Linked DNA regions of Mus musculus: all the other regions are linked to region 2. The links are chromatin contacts, called in public HiChIP or PLAC-seq and promoter capture Hi-C maps. All regions are on one chromosome and are shown on one strand. Each heading gives the region's core, a stretch centred on a gene start, on an enhancer-like site or on the middle of the called end of the contact. The rest is flanking DNA. Distances are from core to core; before and after follow the strand shown.

Region 1 (3,678 bases), core at 731-3,230, 260 kb before region 2:
AACATTTGGTCCTCCTCCTTCTAAATCCTATATACTGGGATTGATGGTGTTTTATGCAGTGCTGTTGACTGAGCCTAGGGTTTTGTGCACCCTAGGCAAGCATTTGACCAACCTGCCCCCTCCAACCTGATTTTTGGCTGAGTTTAAGGTTCTCATTAGAAAATCCCTGGAGTTCTTAGGACCCTCAACAATTGAGAGCCTCCTTTATCCCCTAACAGCCTTGCCTGCTGAACTAAGATGCCCTGCAGGACTACTGGGAGAGGGACCTGGGACTGCAGCAGGACATCCCTAAGAGCCCTGGGTGGGAACCTAGGGAGAAAGTGTTCCTGAAATCCTGCAGTTGTCCTTAGTGAGCTGGGGAGGGGTGGACTTTCCTAAGGTTTATGAAAGGGACAATCCTGCTGAGAAAAGAATAGTTAAGAGCAGATTGGGAGGGCTGGAGAGGTGGTCCAGTGGTTAAGGATGTGGACCAGTCTAACGCAAGGCCAAAGTTAGGTTTCCAGCTCCTACATTCAATAGTTCACAACTACCTGTAGTCTCTTGTTCCTGGGGTTCAAGTACCCTTTTCTGGACTCTGCAGGCACAGTGCTCATCTGCAGAAACACACACACACACACACATTAAAATAAATCTTTAAGAGAAACAGTTGCTTTAGTCAGGCATGCTTTGCTGGGTGGATGTCAGTCTAAGCACACAGGATTCTGAAGACACAGAAGTCTGAATTCAGGGGTGCCTATGCAGGAGGGTGACAGCTGTGCTAGGTGACAGCACATGTGGTCTCTGTTTAGTTCTAAGGTGATGACCACACCTAGGCAGCATAAGAGCCCGGAGATGGAGGAGGCTGCTCATGAGGATGTCAGTGGAGGAAGAAGTGAAATTAGGTGACACTCCACAGGAAGATACTAGAGGAAAGAAAAGGAAAGAAAGGAGGGGAGGGGAGGGGAGGGGAGGGGAGGGGAGGGGAGGGGAGGGGAGGGGAGGGGAGGGGAGGGGAGGGGAGGGGAGGGGAGGGGAGGGGACAATGCTGCCCTGGGATCAAAAATGCCAGGAAGTTTGGAGAGGCTAGCGGGGCAGATGAGAGAAGCATTTCTGGCGGGGGCCCACTGTCCAGGGACATCCAAGAGCTTAGCCGAGCAAATTTAGATCTGGGGATGACAGAGCCAGGTGTGTGTGAGGGGGATGGGGCGTAGAGACTGAGTCGCTGACTCAGTCAGGGCAAGCAGTGACCAGGGTGGCGGGCAGCGTGGAGGAGGCTGACCTTTGGAGCAGCTTGACAAAGGGCTAGCCACTCATTTCTAGGCTGTGTTCTCAGCTCATCTAGTGTGAGCCAGCCCACATGAATTTGAGAAGTGCTTCGGAGTAAGCCCTGCAAGGAGCTCGAGTTCTGGAAAAAGTCCAATTCTTAAAACCAATTCGGGTTCTGGAAGGCGATCCGGTTCTGGAAGCACAAGGAGGTCAAGGAGAATGTAGGCTCTGGAAACAAAATGCATAACCAGGTCCCGGAGGCGAGGTTTCTGGGGGCGGTTCTGGAAGCAAGGGGACCGCAGCGGCGCTTTGCCTCTTAGTGCCGGGAAGAAAGCAGGCATTGTTTTAGAATCAGCACAAGCACTTGTCTCTAACAAACCGTTTAAAAAACCCCATTGTAAACATTTTTGGAGCAATCCTGGAGGGTCCCGTTGCCGGGGTGACGAGATAAAGCCTTGAAGTCCCTGCAGAGGCTGCAGCGGCTCTTGGTCGCCGCCCCCAGTTCTGCTTGTCTTTTCCTAACTTTCTCCGCACGCCTAACACCTAGCGTTGCGCATGCGTACCCTGATCGGCGAGCGGCCCTGGTTGCTAAGAGTTACCAGATCCCTTACCTGGAGCCCGCCTTTCTCTCACTCTGGTTGGTAGTAGTTTCTATCCATCGGAGTAGCCCTCACCTCTGATTGGACAACATCAAGTTTTGCAGGCGGGGCCCGCGCTCTGCCGCACCGGTCAGTCGGACCCTCCAGGAGGGGGACAGTCGGAGCAGCGCGGCTGATCCTCCCTGGAGCGCGAGGGGCCTGCTGCTCGCAGCCTCTCGGAGTCAGCGTCCGAGCGAGCAGCGATGATCCTTGAGGAGAGGCCAGATGGCCAGGGCACTGGCGAGGAAAGCTCTCGGCCGCAGGACGACGGCAGCATCCGCAAGGTGGGGGCTGAGCAGGGATATGGGTCTTCAGCCTCCTGCCCCGCGCTGTGCAGTGCGGCCTTCCCGGCCTTTCCTTCCTGGGACCCGCTCCCCTGAATGCCAGGTGGGGATACTGAGGTCCCAAGGAGAGACCAGAGCCGGTGTTCCAGCCCGATGGGAGTAACACTGGAGCAGTCACGGTCTAGATGGTTCCCCTGAAGCTAGAGAACCCCTTGGGTCTCAGAACCAAGAAGTTGGTTCTGATGGGTGACAACCCCCACTCCCTCACCTCCACAAGCAAGCACGTGTTTTTTTCTGACGTCTAGAAAGCCTCCTTCTCTAACAGTGTCTTCTGCGTGCCCCGCTGTAGGAGTCAGTGTCCATTAGTGGTTAGATTGTGACAGCAGACAGCAAAAACCTTCGGAACTTCACGGGGAAGCCTGACTACTTTTCCCCAACATACATCCCCTCCAAAGCTCCTGAGTCTGGAGATGAGGGTGCCTGGGCTTCCAGGAACACAGGGGTGAAGTGGAAACTAGTTTGCTCTTTGCCTAAGGGATATTATGTTAACCTTCTCTGCTTCTCCGGTCTGGGTATTTCCTAGGGGTCAGTGAGTGTTTGGGTTTCTTAGTATGTGTGTAGGCTCTGGGGTACTCCTGCCCATCCCCAGGGGCTGCTAAGCAGAAGCTGCTGTCACAACACTCCCGGGTGTTCCCATGGCTCTTTGCCCACCTTCCTTCCTGGTGTCAGATTGTACTTTGTTGCTGGCTGATTCTATCCAGTGTGTGTGTGTGTGTGTGTGTGTATCAGGTCTCCTGGAGGAGAGGGAGGAGAGGGAGAGGAAGAGGAAGAGAGGAAGGCACTGGGACTTGGACAGAACCCTCAAGGGCTCCATCCTAACCAGGCATGCCTGATACCACAGTGACTAGCTCAAACTGGGGAGGGGTTAGATTGGAGAGAGGGAAGGAGGGAGGGAGGGAGACGGAGTCAGCCTGCAACATGTTCTCCAGGAACTCTTCTTCCTAGGGTGGCCATGCCTTTCAGGTGCCCTGTGGAGGAAGTGCATGTTGCATTGGTCAGCCTCCCTGTGGATAGTGTGGGACTCCCCCACCCTGAGCTGACTCAGTAAGAGAAGCCTGGGAAGGCTTAGGATTGCTCTGTTCCTTCTTTCTATTCCCAGGCCTGTGTGGGGATAACTGTGTCCCCCCGCCCCCCACCTTTTGCTAATCCTTGAGGACCAGCCCAGTACAGGTCACTGGGTCTTTGAGTGGGAGGTTTTGTTTCTCTGACCCCCATGCCTTTCCTCCCTGGTCGTGGCCAGGCCCTGTTCTGGTTTGGCCACTGCTGCTGCGATGTCTGTACTGATGGCAAGTTCTCCCAGAGTTAGACAAGAGTAGCCACCATGGAGGTCAGCCATGGTTAGACGGCCTTTGTTTCCAGAGGGTGGGGAGATCATACCGGGATAGAGAGAGATGGTTACTTAGCACCTGTGCCCTCCCTGCTGAGCACTTCCTTCAGCCCAGTGTGGAAAA
Region 2 (3,780 bases), core at 122-2,621:
TACGGGGTCTGACTTCTATCTCCTGGCATACCTTTAACACTCCTTTTAGAATACTACCACCAGCTATACCTCCCTTAAGGTCATCGACTTCACAGCCAGGTTTGTTGACATCAGATGGACTGATAACAATGAGATGGGGCTCTGAAGTAAAGTCTCTTGGGGCCACTGGTATTTTCTTCACTATATACTCACAGACAACTTCAATATTATACTTCAGTTGAGCAGAAATTGGAATAATTGGTGCCCCTTTCTGCTATCGTTCCTTGCACAAATGCGAGATTTTGCTCATATTGTTCCTTAGCCTGACTTTCTTTTACCAGATCAATTTTATTCTGTAAGATCAAAATATGCTTGAGTTTCGTGATTTCTACAGCAGTCAGGTGTTCGGGCCAAGGGCATGATTCATTACTAGCTATCAACAGAAGAGCTGCATCCATCTCTACTGCACTGTTCAGCATCGTAGCCATCAAAATATCATGGCCAGGACAGTCAACAAAGGAAACATGTCTGACTAATTTGAAGTTCCCTTTGGCCCCCAGAATGTATGTAGGAAACTTATCTGGTGTACTGCTTCCACATGATCTGGTCTAGGACAACTTGAGTCATCAAAGTTTATAAGTCTTAGCATGAGCATGTCCAAGCTTGATGGTAATGTTTCTTTCTAGCTCATTTTTGAATCTGACAGTGTGAACTCCAGAAATAACCTTCACCACGGTGGACTTCCCATGAGCTCCATGACCAGTTGTAACAATATTAATTGTAGCTTGTCTGCTGATAACTTCACGTGAAAGTGGTGTCAACTTGGTAACATCCCCCAGCCATCTTGCTCAGAGGGGAAAGGACGTATCTTCCTTTCCATCTGCTCAGCTATCTTATGGTGGGACGAAGGCTGCCTAAACTAGAATTAGAATTACAAATAAGTTTGCATCTTTCAAATTAAATTTGGCATCACAGTGGCCTAAGGGTCCAGTGACCCCAATGAACAAAGTAGGAAATCCTGACCCATGCCACTAACATGAAGCAAACTGGCAAACATCAGTTTAGACAGCCATAGGACAAATTCCAAACAAAGAATGTTGATGGTTCTGGCTGCTTGAGAACTGGAGATAGGTTCTCTGGGGCATGGACATTTCTGATTTGAAGCCAACATGGTCTACAAAGAGAGTTCCAGAATAGCCAGGGCAACACAGTGAAACCTTGTCCCCCAAGCCCATCAAAACAAACACCTCCTTCCAGTGGGCTCAGGAACACACGAAAAAAAACCCACAGACCACCCATATCAACGGAAGGGCTGGGCCCCTGGGGGCGGGCTCGCGCACACTTCCGCCCTTTTATCTGGCCCCGCCCTTTAAGTAGCCGGAAGACGCTTCTGATTGGCGTATTTCCGCTGGAGAGTTGAAGTCAGTGCGGCGCGCACGGGAGTTGACGTTTAAAGGTGCAGGAGCTGGGGAATCCGACGGTGGTGCTGCTTTGGGTTGCTCTGCTCCGCGCCACTGCGCTTGCGCTGAAGCCGACCCTACCCCCGGCATCCCCCGCGGCCTTCAGATGCGCCGGCGTCTTGCTGCAGCTGCTGCTCTCGGCGAAGCTCGACGAGAGCGCTGCTTCCGACGGGGCAGCGCTCTTCCCGAGCGAGCTAACGGCGATGCTCCTCCGGTGAGCTCGGACCCTCTACCCCCAATCCCTGGCCCCGCGCCCACCTGGGTCCCCTTGGCACGGGCGCTCGGGTTTCCTGCTTCTGGCAGGTACCGCGCTCCGGCGGTCCTAGGGTCTCAGTCTGGGTCTGTCTGCTCCTGCTTTCCAGGACTACAACTTTCTGTTTTAGTGTTTCCCACACTCCCTGCTCTCCGGCCTTGAAGTCCAGCCAGGCTTGTGGCACCAGTTCTGGTGTTCAGATGAGAAATATATATTCTGGTTTTATCATGCAGAGTTTGTGGTTGGCAGTCACTACCCAGACCTGTGTTTCCCGAGCTTCGGGTCTTCCAGGTGTGTCCCAATTTGCAGCCTTGCTAGTCGAGTATAGATAAGAATGCATATCAGCACAGTGTAGGTGGTTGGTTAGTTATGTCGCAATGTCACAAGGTTGAATGCCTCTAGGCGCAACTTTTGTGATAGCTGTTAAAATAATTTATAGCCTGACTGGCCTCAACTTGTGCTGACCCCTTTGCCTCTGTCACCTGAGTGTTAAGATTAGTTAGGTTTTTTTTTTTTCTCTCTCTCTTTTAAAATGTTATCTCTTAGCTGGGCAGTGGTGGTGCACGCCTTTAATCCCAGCACTTGGGAGGCAGAGGCAGGCGGATTTCTGAGTTCGAGGCCAGCCTGGTCTACAGAGTGAGTTCCAGGACAGCCAGGGCTACACAGAGAAACCCTGTCTCAACCCCCCCCCCCAAAAAAAAAAAAAGTTATCTCTTTCTATGTTAATTTTTAGAAGTGATTCTAGATACTAGTTCTTTGGCAGAAAACGATTTGGAAATTCTTTCTCTGTTGCTTGCCTTTTAATCTTTCTTTAATCTTTCTAACTCCCTTTTAGAATCAGAAACTCTCTTGTTGGTTTCATTAAATGTTGTTTTGTTTGGCTTGCTTTTTAACTATCCCAAACGGTCTTTGACATAGCTTTTTCGTCAAAGTTGGTGTAATGGTTAATTTCTCAACTTGACGCAATCAAGTAATTTGGGAAGAATGTTTCAAGGGATTATTTAGTTCCGGTTGGCTTGTGGGCATGCCTGTGGGGAATTGCCTTGATTAGCTTAATTGATATGAGCGGACCCAGATTTGGGGTCCTGGACTGTGGAAGGTTAGAGAAAGCTAGGTGAGTTCTAAAACTGCATTAGTTCATTCTTCTGCTTTTGACTGATATGACTAGCTGCCTTGACGGGATGGTAACTTGGAATCGTAAGCTAGATAAGCCTTTCTTCTCTAAACTGAACTGATTTTTTTGGGGTTTTTTTTGGGTCGGAACTTTATCATGCAGCAGAGATGAGGCCTAGCCTTGGACTTTTTTGATGATCTTTTTGTTTTTGAGACTGGGCCTATTGCCCTGGCTGTTCTGGTCTTGCTGGCTTGGATCTCAAGAGTTGTGTTGGGATTAAATGTGTGGGCTACCATTCCTGGCCTGGCCTTGAAGTCTTGCTGCTTTTGTCTCTGCCACTCAGTGCTTGGATTATAGACCTACCCCAGCAGTTATTCTTGGAAAACTGTATTTACTGCATGTATATATGAGTGTAGACCGGCACGTGTACCACTCTTCATATCAGGACAGCTAGTGGGAGTAGGTCCTCTCCTCGGGCTATACTGATCTAGGGGATTGAACTCGGGTGACATGAATCACCTTTACCAGCTGAGCCATCTTGCTGACCCAACTTTTTTTTTTCTTTTTTTAAAAATTTATTTTATTTATGAGTACATTGTAGCTGTCTTCAGACACCAGAAGAGGGCATCAGAACCCATTAAAGATGTTTTTTAGCCACCGTGTGGGTGCTGGGAATTGAACTCAGGACCTCTGGGAAAGCAGAGTAGAACTCTTAACCACTGAGCCATCTCTCCAGACACACACACCCCCAACTTTTTTCTTTTAAACTTGGTGTTTTCTGTGTCCTGTGAACAGAGTCTTTCCCTGCCTACCTTGAGTTTATGAAGAAAATTTAATCCTACAGACTTTAAATTTAATTTTTAATTTAATTTTAAAGATTTTTTTTGTTTGTTTGTTTGGCTGGTCCAGAACTAGATAAGTAGATTAGCCTGCCAGATCCTACTGCCTCTTTCTATCATGTCCTGTGATTAAAA
Region 3 (3,539 bases), core at 4-2,503, 400 kb after region 2:
AAGAGAAAAATCTTTTGAGACCAGCTCATTTTATAGCTCAGGCTGGCCTCAAACTTACACTGACCTTCCTGCCTCAGCCTCCTCAGTTGTGAGATTAGACAGTGACACGTTTATAAAAAGATAAGGAGCCGGGCAGTGGTGGCGCACGCCTTTGGTCCTACCACTTGGGAGGCAGAGGCAGGTGGATTTCTGAGTTTGAGGCCAGCCTGGTCTACAGAGTGAGTTCCAGGACAGCCAGCACTGTCTCCAAAACAAAACAAAACAGAGGCAAGGGAGCCTTTTCTTAGAAACTCACTAGCTGCTGTCAACAGCTGGGAAATCTGGACAGTTGGCCCTACACAGACCTAACCACTTTGCCATTGTAGCCGGAAGGATCCCAGTCAGTATCTAAGGTTGCATAGGATCTGGAACCGTGGCGGTTCCTGGCTATCTCCTACAAAAACCTGACAAGGACCAGCCCTGGAAAAACCCCTAACTCAAGATTTCTAATTTGAGAGAGCAAGGACCCCAGGCAGCTAATTGCTAATACAGGCACAAGAAGCACCAAATGGGATACTTTCCCAGAACAGATCCTAGTACTGAAATTATCTTCTGCTAGGGATTACGTAGCTAAGAAGGCCAGTGTCCTCCCATCTGTGCTAACAAATGTGCCGGTGGAAGGTAATATGGAGCCACTGAGAAGCAAAGAAACGCAGCGAGGTATGGAAGACAGAAACCGAACAGTGCTCTAAAGAGCTGGCAGGGGCGTCTGTCACCAGGTGCCCCCAAACCTGCAAACTATAGATTCATTTATTAGTTCCCTTTGCCCAAGCCTGCTTGACTCAGACTTCTGTCACTGAAGAGGACCTAACAAATGCACTAGAAAAAAAAATTTAGCCCCTCTGCAAAGTCAGAGACTGATCCAAAGCTGCCTTTTCATCGCAGAGTCCTGCACCCTCCGGTTCCTGGATGTCTGAAACCAGGTTTAAAAGGTGGCAGCAAACACTCTGGACACCAGGATCACCGGCTGCCGAGCTTCGCTTCAAATTATGCGTGCTGGTCGCGTGGTTCTGACTCCTGGCAAAGCAAACACGCAATAGGCAGCCGGAAAAGTCCTTGCAAGGATCTGGTGGTGGTGGTGATGATGATGGGAAGGGGGGGAGGGTGCATCTGCACCAGCTTAAGGGGTGCCTAATACTGTGGCCCACAATGCCTCGCGCTGAAACCGGCCCCGCCCCCTTCAGCCAGGTTCTCAGCCTCGGAAGGGTTTTAACGACTTCCGCTTTTCCGGCGGTGGCCCCGGCACGAGAAGTGACTGAGACTGCTGGCGGCATGCGGGGACCGGGAGTAGGTTCGGGGTTCTCTGGTGAGCGAGGGTTGCTAGAGCAGGAGGCTGGCGCGGACACGGAGGCGGTGGAACTGCTGCCCTTCCTGGTGCTCGGAGCGCGAGCCGACCTGCAGGCGGCCGCGGCGCAGCACGTGCTGGCGCTGACTGGTGCGGGCTCGGGCCGCACGCTGTTGGCCGGACAGCCAGAGTTGTTGCGGGCCTTGGTCGACCTTGCGGTGGCCCCGGCCCCAGCTCCTTCCCGCGATGCCTCCCGCGCGCTCGTGAACTTGGCTGCTGATCCCAATGTGCACTGGCAGCTGCTGGCGGCTGACCCGGAGCTGCCCGCCCGCCTGCTGCGCTGCGTGTTGGACCCTCAGTGGCCCTGGGCTGAAGAGGCGGCTGCAGTGCTGGCCAACCTGAGTCGCGAGCCGGCTCCGTGTGCTGCGTTAATGGAGAAGCTGATGGCCGCTGAGCCGGAGCGGTTGGGTCTGGAGCGACTTGTCAACGCGCTGTGCACGCCGAGCTACAACGCGGCCGCACCCCTGCATTACCTGGGGCCGCTGCTCTCCAACCTTAGCCAGCAGGCGGAGGTGCGTGCTTTTCTCCTGGACCCAGACAGGTGAAACCCAGTCGCCTGCGCGGGCGGGAAGGTGGGGAAGTGGAAGTGAACAAGGACAGCAGTGAATATCTTCTTTCAACAGGTGCGTGGTCCAACGGCTGCTGCCTCTTACCCAGTACACAGATTCTTCGGTGCGCAGGGGCGGGGTGGTGGGAACACTTCGGAATTGCTGTTTTGAGCATCGTGAGTGACAAGGAGGGGGTGGTGCCATTGCCAAGGTGGGGATTGGACCCTAGGGAACCCAACGGACCATTATTCTGATCTCCTTCCTTGTCCGCACCTCCAGGACATCACAAGTGGTTACTTGGGGCCCAAGTCGACATTCTCCCCTTTTTGCTACTGCCCTTGGCTGGGCCTGAAGAGTTTTCCGAGGAAGAAATGGACCGTGAGTGACTTGGGTGGTTGCCTCAGGGCTGTCTGGTGCTAGAGGGAAGACTACAAGAGGGAGATGGAGAGGTGTGCAGGTCTGGAGTCCCTCAGTCCGGCAGCCTTTAAGGAGGGGGTCGTTACAGACACACACAAGGCTCACCCAGGCAGAGCAGGGCTTGGGTGTTCAGCACAGGGACCAATAGTCTCCCACCCTCACTCCTAGAGCTGCCTGTTGACCTGCAGTACTTGTCACCAGACAAGCAACGGGAGCCGGACGCTGACATCCGGAAGATGCTCATCGAAGCCGTCATGCTGGTGAGCAGGGGCCTGGGGTGTTAGTGCCTCTCCACAAGTCCGTATTGGCATCCGAGTAACCTTTTTCCATCTTCCTAGCTGACAGCCACGGCACCTGGTCGGAAGCAGGTACGGGACCAGGGTGCCTACTTGATCCTTCGAGAGCTGCACAGCTGGGAGCCAGAGCCCGATGTGCGGATGGCTTGCGAAAAACTTATCCAGGTGAGTGCGGGGGGTCAGAAAGGCTAGGCAAGTGCCAATGGCTTATGAGCCCGCTCACCTGCCTCCTCTTCTTGCAGGTGCTTATTGGTGATGAGCCAGAGGCTGGCATGGAAAACCTGCTGGAGGTGCAGGTACCTGAAGACGTGGAACAACAGCTCCAGGAGCTCGACCAGCAAGAGCAACAGGAGCTCGCTCAAGAGCTAAGAGGCAACGGTGCCCCACACACCTGAAGCCCCTTTGGCCTGAATGCCAGCTTCAGACCCACCTTTGCCAGTGTTGGCGCAGGGTTCTAGGGTCAATGCCCAGTAAATGGTGAGAAGCCCAAGGGTGCTGCCCAATCCTGTGCCCTGTTGCAACCGGCAATAATGCACATAGTTCAGAGCTGCACTACTGAGCTGGAGCTGGCTGGGTTCTGTCACAGCTGCCTACAGATGAGGCAGGATGCCGGTGGTCACTGGAGCTATGAAGAGCCTATTCCCAGCTGGTGATAGGACTGGACTGAAAATACTGCAAGCCCTGGGAAGCCAACTAGGTTTTCATTCCTGAAGGCACTGAGGGGTCTGGACGTGGGTAGGCTTAGAGATGTAAACAGCGCCGTGAGCCCCAACCTTCGGAGTCTTCTTGCTTTCCTTGCCCAAGACCTTAAAAGACAGACTACACTTGGATCCTCGTCCCTTCCTAGAATGCTCTGCCATCCGAGCCTGTGAGCCTGTCTCTGGATGACTTGCT

What was found. HiChIP or PLAC-seq counts read pairs in DNA pulled down with a chosen protein or histone mark. Capture Hi-C pulls out chosen DNA fragments and counts their contacts.
Region 1: a promoter capture Hi-C map of liver shows a contact between it and region 2. The contact joins the promoter of Rhpn1 here to the promoter of Zfp707 in region 2. A contact is called at or near these places in 3 of 39 promoter capture datasets (hippocampal neurons, neural stem cells and pre-B cells), 1 of 484 Hi-C or Micro-C datasets (uterus), 2 of 115 datasets of contacts at active chromatin or transcription factors (bone marrow-derived macrophages and pancreatic cancer cells) and 4 of 9 other capture datasets (adipose tissue, liver, macrophages and 1 more).
Region 3: a contact with region 2 is called in a FOXA1 HiChIP or PLAC-seq map of pancreatic cancer cells. The contact joins the promoter of Hgh1 here to the promoter of Zfp707 in region 2. A contact is called at or near these places in 9 of 39 promoter capture datasets (the SN4741 cell line, embryonic stem cells, hippocampal neurons and 4 more), 3 of 115 datasets of contacts at active chromatin or transcription factors (astrocytes, bone marrow-derived macrophages and pancreatic cancer cells) and 1 of 9 other capture datasets (liver).

The regions. Positions count from the first base shown.
Region 1 is chr15:75,702,308-75,705,985 of GRCm38.p6, forward strand. It overlaps Rhpn1 (rhophilin, Rho GTPase binding protein 1), which reads left to right and starts at 1,981. Exons shown (of 15, transcript NM_001163465.1): 1 at 1,981-2,167. The coding sequence starts at 2,087.
Region 2 is chr15:75,967,752-75,971,531 of GRCm38.p6, forward strand. Zfp707 (zinc finger protein 707) reads left to right here and starts at 1,372. Exons shown (of 4, transcript NM_001347040.2): 1 at 1,372-1,653. The coding sequence starts at 1,546. It also overlaps the pseudogene Eif2s3x-ps1.
Region 3 is chr15:76,367,645-76,371,183 of GRCm38.p6, forward strand. Hgh1 (HGH1 homolog) reads left to right here and starts at 1,254. Exons shown (of 6, transcript NM_021555.2): 1 at 1,254-1,925; 2 at 2,008-2,108; 3 at 2,212-2,310; 4 at 2,518-2,609; 5 at 2,688-2,810; 6 at 2,888-3,539. The coding sequence starts at 1,312. The coding sequence ends at 3,040.